2 separate regions of the Sus scrofa genome follow, and region 1 is linked to region 2. Evidence: chromatin contacts called from public Hi-C data. All regions are on one chromosome and are shown on one strand. Each heading gives the region's core, a stretch centred on a gene start, on an enhancer-like site or on the middle of the called end of the contact. The rest is flanking DNA. Distances are from core to core; before and after follow the strand shown. Region 1 overlaps CEP350 (centrosome-associated protein 350). Region 2 holds the start of CEP350 (centrosome-associated protein 350).

Region 1 (5,387 bases), core at 1,030-3,529, 54 kb after region 2:
AAAGGTTAATTTTTAAATCAAAACTTGTAAGGATTTAATTATGACATTTAGTATACCAATCAATATGATTTATTACTTTATTTCTAGATTGAAGTAGAGCATATTAAATTATTGTTCTCCGTAAGAGTATCAGAAGGAAAATAGAGAGTTCCTGTTGTGGCTTAGCGGAAGCAAACCCAACTAGTATCCATGAGGATGCAGGTTCGATCCCTGGCCTTTCTTAGTGGTTTAAGGATCCAGCATTGCTGTGAGCTGTGGTGTAGGTTGCAGACATGGCTCACATCCTGTGGTTGTGGTAGGCCAGCAGCTGCAGTTCTGATTTGACCCCTATCTAGGAACTTTATATGCTGCATATGTGGTCCTAAAAAAGAAAAAAAAAATTTTATAATATATCAAATTATAAATTTGAATAGAAATTGAGGCCACATTTTTCAGTATCCAGCATTATACTTTTTTCTCTTATGAGTCTTGAGTTACCCATTTTTACTAGTTCCACTTTAGTAAAAAACTGCCGGAGACAGTTCCCGTCGTGGTGCAGAGGAAACGAATCCGACTAGGAACCATGAGGTTGCGGGTTTGATCCCTGCCTCGCTCAGTGGGTTAAGGATCTGGTGTTGTCATGAGCTATGATGTAGGTCGCAGACACGGCTTGGATCCCACGTGGCTGTGGCGTAGGCCCGCATTGTAGCTCCGATTAGACCCCTAGCCTGGGAACCTCCATATGCCGCAGGTGTGGCCCTAAAAAGACAAAAGACAAAAAACAAACAACAATAAAAAAACTGCCGGAGACTTTTCTCAGTAATAAATTGAGCCATAGGGAATAATCCAGGCTTATGGTTATAGGAAAAGAATTGGAAAGCATCTTTGATAATAGTTTTCTCCTTGTGTCTAATTATATTTTAGAATATCTGTGTATTTAGCTCTGATTGGACACTTTTTATTTCTTTCTTTAATCGCTATTCCTTGTTTTTTGATAGTGTTGGTAGTAACAGTTTAGGTATTCAGGAGGACCATTCTAGCAGAAAGTCTGCCTGTGATCTTTCCTCTGTGGATGTTACCTCCCAGCACTCATCAGGGGCCCAGTCTTCTGCATCATCTCGTTCATCTTCTTCTAAAGGAAAGAAAGGAAAAAAGGAAAAGATGGAATGTAAGTGGAATTCTACATTTTTTTTTTTTTCCCTAACCAGTGATTTTTGTGGTAGTGATCTAAATTATGATTTGGTTCCATAAGTTAGATGAATTTCTTTATGATAATAATTTAATAGGCTTTCATATTTATCATCACAATATCTTTTGATGTATAACATAAATCTTTTGCTCAATACAAAAGGAATACATTAATAAGATAAAAATTAAGGATTATAGATAAACAATCAAACAAGAAATATAAATCCCTATTGATTCTTCTGCTCAGAGATAACTACAATTAATATTTTTGGTGCCCGTTTTTCCAGTATATACATAAAACCATGCATATTCCCACATACATCCTTATTTAAAAAACGGAAGTGAGGAGTTCCCTCCTGGCTCAGTGGATTAAGGATCTGGTATTGTCACTGCTGTGTTTCTGGTTATAGCTGTGGCATGGGTTCAGCCCTGGCTTGGGAACTTCTACATGCAATAGGCAGGGCCAAAAACAACAACAAGTGGCATCATATTGTTTTGTAAGTACTTTTTAAACTTTATATTGTGTACATTTCTGAGTGTCATTAAATGTAATACTAAAATTTCCTTATCTATAAAATAAAGTTGCTAATAGAAGCTTCATATGATAATTTTGAAGCTGACATATGTAATGTGTACATCTCAGTACTTGGCACAGTAGCTGTCCCTTTGGCACTCTTATTTTTGAGTGCTTGAGTATACCTTTCAGTCCCCTTCTACTCTTGGTTATAATTTGCTCTGTATACTTAAGATGACAAGATATACTGATTAGGCAAGGGCCTCTTAGCTCACAGGATGGTGCCTAGGGAATGATTTTGCTTCCAAAATTATTTTTTCTAACAGTAAAAATTGCTCATTGAGTTTAAAAAAGAGAGAGAGAGAAGGAGCAGGAATCTATAAATATAGAAAACCTATTTAAAAATTTTAAATCACCTAAATTCTTCCATCTAGAGATAACCAATATTAACATTTTTTAGATTTTATTTTATTGTGGTAAAATATACTGAACATAAAATAACAGATCATTTTACCTGTTTTCAAATGTACTGTCACAGAGTTGCACAACCATCATCATTACCCAACTCCAGAACTTTTTCGCCATCCCATGGTGAAACTCTGAACCCATTTAACAGTAATTCCCTCTTCCTCCCTTCCCCCAGTCCCTGCTAACCGGTGTTTTCTTTCTGTCTCTATGAATTTGACTACTCTAGATACTTCATATAAGTGACATCATCCAAAATTCATCCTTTTGTGTCTGGCTTTTTTCATTTGGCATAATGTCTTTACATCCATGTTTTTTATAGAATGTGTCAGAATGTCTTTTGTTTTTAAGGATGAATAATATTCCACTATATGTATATACCACATTTGGTGTATTCATTCATCAGTTGATGGACATCTTGGGTTTTTTTTTTACCTCTTCGGCTGTTGTGAATAATGTGGACATAACATTGCTGTACAAATACTGTTTGACTTACTACTTTCAGTTCTTTATATTTATACCCAGTTATAGACTTGCTGGATCAAAAGGCATGTCTATATTTTTTTTGAGGAACTACCATACAGTTTTCCATGGCTGCTGTAACATAATACATTCTCACCTGTAATGTGCAGGAGTTCCATTTTCTCCACATTTATGCGAACACTTGTTTTTTCCTGTTTTTTTTTTTTTGGCTTTTGTTTTTTTAAAGACTTAGATATCCTTATGAGTGTGAAATGTTAACATTTTTAGTAAGAATCCTTCCAGATGATGGGTAGACATATGTAAATAGAAAATGTTACATGTATGAGATCACAGTTTTGTTCTGTCACTGGGTTGCAGATACCTTTCTGTTAGTGAATATAGATTACCCATTGTACCTACCTAGTGTTCTGTTATTTGAATATATTGAAATTTATTTAGCCAGTTCCCCATTGCTGGATATTTAGGTTCTTTTTTGTAATATAAATACTGCTGCATTGAGTATCCTTACAAATGCATCTTTATGCATTAATCTGGTTTTTTTTCCTTTAGGAAAAAATCCTAGAAGTGAGATAATGGGAGAATGGTATGCCATGCTTAAAATTTGGATGTATTTTGTCAAATAGCTCTTCAGAAAGCTATTGCTAATTTAAACTGTTTACTTCCAATGTAAGAGTGCTAGGAGAAGTTGTTTTTTAATCATTAACCTAGTATAACTCTGTTGCAGATTCTAAGTGTTCTGAAAGTCTTCGGCAGGAACATTAGATATCATTTCATCAACACTACCCAAAGTGTATCATTTCTTATGAAATACTGATTCAGCACAGTAGGCTGTTTCATAGGTATTCTGAGGATAAAAGAGCTCCATGTTTCCATAAACTTGGGAAATACTTTTAGAGTGAAACAGACTTTTTTCTCACAAGATTCATAAACAATTTTAATATGCAAGTATGCATTTTTTATTTTAGATGGAGGATGAGGCTGTAGTATCAAGTATTTTTCACATTTATTTGACCACAGAATCATTTCTTCAATCAGCGTGTTACAATGTGCAGAACACATTTTGGGAAGTGCTTATTAACTTGCTTAGTTCTTTTATTTGGGGGTTGTTGTATTTTGTCATGTTAGTATCTCACCTAAGGTGATTAACCAGTTATTAGCAATTCTATATATATATATATATATATATATTTTTTTTTTTGTCTTTGCCATTTCTTGGGCCGCTCCCATGGCATATGGAGGTTCCAGGCTAGGGGTCTGATCGGAGTTATAGTGCCAGCCTACGCCAGAGCCATAGCAACGCGGGATCTGAGCCACTTCTGCGACCTACACCACAGCTCACGGCAACGCCGGATCCTTAACCCACTGAGCAAGGGCAGGGATCGAACCCGCAACCTCATGGTTCCTAGTCGGATTCGTTAACCACTGCACCACGACGGGAACTCCTTTTTTTCTTTTTTCTTTTCTTTTTTTTTTTTTTTAGCAATTCTATGTTCTAACTCATAAATCAAGTTTACCATCTACTATAATATACTGTACAACTGAAGATATCATGATATGTATAAATAATGTGATTTGGTATAGGTTTTAAAAAATTATAATCTAAAATGTGATTAAATGAGATATAGGTGATATTTTGTGGCTTTCAGTTTCTTTGATCCCCTCTCACAATGCCTTACAAAAGAAAATCTGTATATTTTACTTTCCACAATGGCAGCTTAAATTTAATACTTCATTCCAAGTTCTCAAATGTGTACATTTTGTTGTATATGCTCCATCTGGTGGTAAAAAAGAGTGTCTGCATGCTCACTATAGTTGAATATAGTTGGTAGATTAAAGTGGTAATCATAAGAAAATTAAATTATTATAATTTAATTTAAAAACATGAAAATATACTTTCATTTGGCAGTCTTTTGAATTAAGAGTAAACATTTTCTTTGCATACGGATCCTTTGATTAGAGTTTAGATGTTTCTTGCATAGAACATTCCTTGTATTGTCTACAATTTCTAGTTGTTTGAAGCCAAGAACAATTTTTAAATATGAATTTTCAAAGAAAAATATATTAAATGAATAAAGGGTCTTTTGGGATTTTGTTTTTGCCACACACATGGCATGCTGACGTTCCTGGGTCAGGGATTGAACCCATGCAATAGCAGTCCAAGCCACTGCAGTGACAGTGCTGCATCTTTAACCTGCTATGCCACAAGAGAACTCCTTATTTTTTCGTTTTTTAACCAAATTTTAATGAAGAATTTTTACCTAATTACTATTACTGTGGCATAATAGAGCAATTTAAATTTTTATTTAAAAAATTATTAAAAAATTTTTTTTGACTATGTGATGAGCAGTGGCTTGATGTGGGATCTTAGCTCCCAGACCAGGGATTGAAACTGGGCTGCAGCGGTGAAATCACTGAGTCCTAACCACTAGACCACCAGGGAACTCCTTAAAATTTTATTTTTTATGTGGTAAAAATAAGTAGTATTTGCCATTTTTAACAATTTTTAAGTGTACCATTCAGTGGCATGTGGAACTCCCGGGCCAGGGATCAGATCTGAGCTGCAGTTGCAACCTACTCCACAGGTTCGGCAGCACTGGATCCTTTAACCCACTGTACCAGTCCGGGGATCAAACCTGTGTCCTGGCGATGCAGAAGCCACCAATCCTGTTGTGCCACAGCAGGAACTCTGAAATATCTTTCCTTTTTAAGGCTGAATAATATTTCCTTATATGTGTATATCATGTTTTGTTCATGCATT
Region 2 (5,174 bases), core at 911-3,410:
ACTGCTGAGCCACAAGGGGAACTCCAAGTTTGAGGCATCTTTGAGACAAGGGGAGAGCAAAGATCAGTACAAGATGTAAGAGATGGAAGTTGCACACGAGCTGGTATGAGAGTACATTGCTCCCCACACAGTAACAGGAACTTTTGGTATTTCCTCTGCCTTCCAGGAGGAAGCACTGGTGTGAAAAATATATGAACAGCCTTTGGAGTAAGGGAGACCTCAAATCTTACATCCACCTTTTATTGATGTTTTCATATTGGTCAAATTACTTAGCTTTTCAGAACCCATTTTCTCTTTTTTAAAAAAGTGAGTGTAAGGAGTTTCCGTTATGGCTCAGTGGGTTAAGGACCCAGCTACTATCCATAAGGATGCAGGTTTGAGCCCTGGCCTCACTCAGTGGGATAAAGATCCAGTGTTGCCACAAGCTGTGGCATAGGTCACAGATATGGCTCAGATCTGGTGTTGCTGTTGCTGTACTGTAGCCTGGCAGCTGCAGCTCTGATTTGACCCCTAGCTTGGGAACTTCCATGTGCTGCTGGTGCAGTCCTACAAAGATAGAAAGAAAAAAAAAGTGAGTATACTACTTAATAAGATGGTTGAATAAGTTGTAATAACGTGAAAAACATCTATCCCACCGCCTCACACGGAAAGGTTGGGGGAAAATGTAAATAACTCTTTCCTTATCTTGTTTTTCTTGCTACCACTTGCACCACTGGGATACCCACATCTTCTGTTCTCTCCAGCGCAGCTTTCTGGAGACGCAGTACACGTTTTACTTATGTGCAGGATTTTTATAACTCTGTTTACCTCCTATTCAGACACAGTGGCCCGGCTCCCCTGACCAGGAGTCACTTTTCACACTCACTTTTTGGCCTACATTGAGGGGACAGTTATTGCCTTCTGCTTTTAAGATCCATTCAACAAGCATTTATTGAGCATTTATTGATCCACTCAACAAGCATTTATTGTTCCAGTTACTGTGCTAGGCCCTGTTGGGGTATGTATATACGTATGTGTGTACACACACACACACACACACACACACACACAGAAGAAAGGAGGGAAAAGAGTTGTTAAGACACTTAAAGATGAGAAACAGTCTCTGGATAAATAGCTATATGAGTTCAGAAGGTGGAGGAAAGTGATGGGTGGAGAGCTTGTGTGCAGAAGGTGGCATTATTTGCAGAAGAGATGTTATTTAAGCTAAGTCTTGAGAGATGACAGAATTCACCATGCAGAAGCTGGGGAAAGAGGATAAAGATATTAGAAGACATGATGGTCACAGAATCTCTTAAAGCACAGTTGTATCAATGCCAACATCTAAAGCGAGGAAACTCCGTTTTCCTTGTTCTGAAGTCCTAAGCCATTAGAGTCCTTGCTGAACAGAATTGTAACCCTCGCGAATAAAACGGCTACAGTGACAGCAGTGGGCAACTGCCGCAGCCGCAGAGCTGCAATTACTCTAAAACTGACTGGGGTACAGAAGATTTATTTAGACAACCACTGGTGAAACATCGTAAACTTTGGGAAGCTGCAATTTTCTGACTTCGAGTTCATCCTTGTCACAACCTCAGCTTGTGTGTTTTTTTTTTTCCGGCCGGAGAGTAGAAATGCGCAGCCAGAGGCCCAATTAGCTTCAGATGAAGGAGGGCGGGGGGAGGGGTGGGGGGAGGTCTCCGCTGCGGATCTACTTTAGCTCCTCCTGAATCCTGCAAGGAGAAAACTTCGCCACACTAAACATGGCGCCATCAAGTGTCCTTTCTTCGTTTTTTCTCACACTCACTTTTTGACCACACTCAACATGGCTCTAACAGAAGGTTGCATTCCTGTGGCAGCGTCTCGGGACAGTTCTCGCGAGGCTTGCCAAGACACCCGCCCCCACCACCCCGCGACTGCTCCCGCCCTGCCTCGCGCCGCCGCCACCGCCGCTGCCGCCGGCGCGGCTCCTCCTCCGTGTCAGTTGTTGGGCTGTAATGGCGACTGGGCCGCCGCTGCCGAAGTGACTCCCGGGCGGGGGAGCCGGGCCAGACCTGCGCCAGAGGAAACTGCAGAGAGCCGCAGCTCAGAGGGTGGCTTGCTGTGGGGGAGGGGAGGCAGCTTTTCCGCCTCTCCTTCCTTCTCTGCAGACCGGCGGATCCCGGGAGCCGGTCTGAGGCGGGCACCCGGTGCGTCCCCAGAGCGGAGAGGCCAGGCCGGGCAGCCCTGGGGCCAGTCGGGGCGGCGTCACTGCACCCTCCGCCAGGCCCCGCGGGATGCACCGTGGGAGCCGAGGGCGGAGGCGACATTCTCAGGTGAGCTGTGGGAGGACCTGGCCAGGACCGCGGACGCTCGCTTAGCCTCTGCTGTCTCTGTCCGCGGTCCCGGGTCCCCGGCGGCGGTGAGAGGCGGGGCGGGGCGCGGGGAGCCCTGGCCCAGCTGGGCGTCCCCGTCGGGGAGCCTTCGTGGGTCCTGAGGCTTTGCTAGGAGGGCCATTCCGAGACCTGGGTTTTAGATCCCGCTGTTGCCGGCGGTAGACGGGATTTTCTTCCTCACCTGCCAGTGCCTGCGCCTCCTCCCCCGCCCCTTCTCTTTTTTGAAAGATGTGAGATACCTTTCGCCTTTGGTCTCCGGAGAAGTGACCCTTCTTCTTTCGGAGATCAGGCATATTTTGGGAAATTCCGGGGAACTGGCCCCCGTAGCAGGGATGACTAGTTTCTGTTCCTTTTTGGTGGGGAAAAACATTCTCAAGTATTAGGGAAAACTTTCATCTTCTGCTCCAGTCTGGCGGTTGCTGAATGTAGTCTGTCCGTTTATTCACCAGTGATGTAGGGGGAGATTTTAAAAGCTTGTACGCTTTGAAAGTTGTCAGTATTTTCCCCGCCCTCTTCTAAGTGGAGCCTAACAAGCTCAATGATATTTAGCTAATGTCACACATATGGGGTTGGAATTTGGCTGGCTATCCTAAAGGATAGGAAGTTGCACATAGGCATACATTTAAATGTGGTTTTAGTGTAGTAGCAAATCCTCCATGTAGGAAAAAAGGCATTGTCAGGAATAGTGATCTGTATCCACCTATGTACCTACCAGCTTGTTTTGTTTTGATGGTGATTCTTGTTTTGAATTTGGAAAAGTCGTTAATGCTTATGTTGCCATGTTAATGAAACCTCCTACAGCCCTGTATCTAAAAGGTTTTAAAGGAAAGGCTATCTTAGGCAGTACTAGTAAGAACTTGAAAAGGTTTGTAGAAGTAATGATAAAATACTCGTCATTTAAAACATTTCTTAGTTTAAAATTTTGTTTTTAAACAAGGCAGAATGCCGCTAATAACATGAGATTTTAACTTGGGGGATTGGTTGTTAGACCAGTGGTAGAAGTTACTTTAAGTCCATGGGCGTGTAATAATTAGTTTTGGTGCGCTAAACTGACCAACTCCATTCATTGTAATAAAAATGAATCTGAACCATTTGAACCTTCATTGCATTGACTTTGATGCTCTAATCAGAAAAATAAATATCAAGCTAGAATACATTGTATGTGTGGATAAATACATGTGTATCTCATCTTTTCCTAGTGAGTAGCTTGGGCTTGTGTTTGTAATGATGGTGCGTTATAATACATAAACAATTTCATACACATGTGGAAGAATTTCTGTTTCTCTTTAGATATATTGGTGTGTAGTGTTATGTAAGAGCATTAATACTTGAATAGCCAGCCTTCTGTGGGGTAGTCAGTTTTATGAGTTATGAAGTTCCTGGACCAGGTATAGAACCCGTGCCACAACAGCGAACAGCCGCTGCAGTGACAAGGCTGAATCCTTAACCCACTGAACCACAAGAGGACTTAACTCTTCTGTTGCCCATTTTGTAAACATACCATATCATGGACAGAAGAAAGATGAAGTCCCTAATGAATTTTGTTGCTTAATAGCTGTGAGTTACAGTAGGAGCAAAAAGAAATTGTTTGAAATAACTTACATCATTTTTTGGTGTGCTTCCACGTTAACTGTTTTATTTAGTCCTCATAGCAGTTTTGTCAGGTAGATTTGATAAATGTCCTAATTTTGAGTTGTGAAGATTGACACACAAGAAAGTTCACTTATTATTGTGACTGATGCTCTTATTTCCGCAGATCTAGGACTTTAAAATTTTTCTACATTTACTTTTATTGAGGTATGACATTGGTTTCAGGTGTACGAAATAATGGTTCCGTCTTCGTGTATATTGCAAAGTGATCTCTGTAAGTCTAGTTAATGTCATATAATTAGTTTTATTTAAAATTTCAGCAAGTAGTATTTTTGTTTGTTTTTAGGGCTGCACTCGAGGCATGTGGAAATTCTCAGGCTGGGGATCAAATCGGAGCTACAGGTGCCAGCCTACGCCACAGCCACGGCAATGCAGGCTCCAAGCCGCATCTGCGACCTACACCACAGCTCATAGCAATGCTGGATCCTTAATTCCCTGAATGGGACCAGGGATCAAACCCGCATCCTCATGGATCCTAGTCAGGTTCGTTACCGCTGAGCCATGACAGGAACTCCCTGGGATTTAGTTTTTTAAATCAAAAAAAAGTTAACTTTTTCTTTCTTTTTGACAGGCCACTGGTTCTTTATGTTGATGTCTGTTAGTTCTTTAAAAACATTAATGTTTCCATAGCATTACGTTAATTATTAAGATTGTCTGTTAACTGTTGTGCACCCAGTGCCTAGCACATAATAAAATAGTCAATAAATATTGGCTGACTAGAGAGTGGTCTTGACTAGAGAGTGGTCTTGGCATAATACTTAAACAGAAAAACCCACGTTAGTTTCATGGTTCCTAGGCACACATCAACTCTTAAGAATATACTTACTTCAGGGAGTTCCTGTCATGGCTCAGCTGTAACAAACCTGATGAGTATCCATGAGGAAGTGGGTTTGATCCCTGACCTGGCTCAGTAGGTTAAGGATCTGGTGTTGATGGGAACTATGGTGTAGGTTGCAGATGTGGCTCAGATTTGGTTTTGCAGTGGCTGTGGTGTAGGCCAGCAGCTGCAGTTTGGATTTGACCCCTAGCCTGGGAAGTTCCATATGCTGTGGGAGTGGCCCTAAAAAGCAAAAAAAAAAAAAAAAAAATCTACTTAGAATAAGCCACAGGTAGGTCCTGAAAACTTTATTGACTTTTAATGATTTGCTTAGGTGTTCTGGCAATAGGTATTGT

What was found. A called contact is a pair of places that touch in the nucleus more often than the background predicts.
Region 1: a Hi-C map of liver shows a contact between it and region 2, with 4 times the contacts expected there. The contact joins the enhancer-like site here to the promoter of CEP350 in region 2. A contact is called at or near these places in 1 of 5 promoter capture datasets (fetal liver), 2 of 47 Hi-C or Micro-C datasets (fetal heart ventricle and liver) and 1 of 2 datasets of contacts at active chromatin or transcription factors (alveolar macrophages).

Annotation. Positions count from the first base shown.
Region 1 is chr9:121,642,087-121,647,473 of Sscrofa11.1, forward strand. It overlaps CEP350 (centrosome-associated protein 350), which reads left to right. Exons shown (of 43, transcript XM_021063750.1): 15 at 978-1,147. Among named protein-coding and RNA genes, the nearest start is that of CEP350, 54 kb to the left of the region's middle. Within about 2 kb of position 2,280, at least 1 of the 83 cell types and tissues checked has an H3K27ac peak or open chromatin away from gene starts, as enhancers often do. A contact at or near this core is called in liver, where this site is marked.
Region 2 is chr9:121,588,514-121,593,687 of Sscrofa11.1, forward strand. It overlaps CEP350 (centrosome-associated protein 350), which reads left to right and starts at 2,161. Exons shown (of 43, transcript XM_021063750.1): 1 at 2,161-2,291.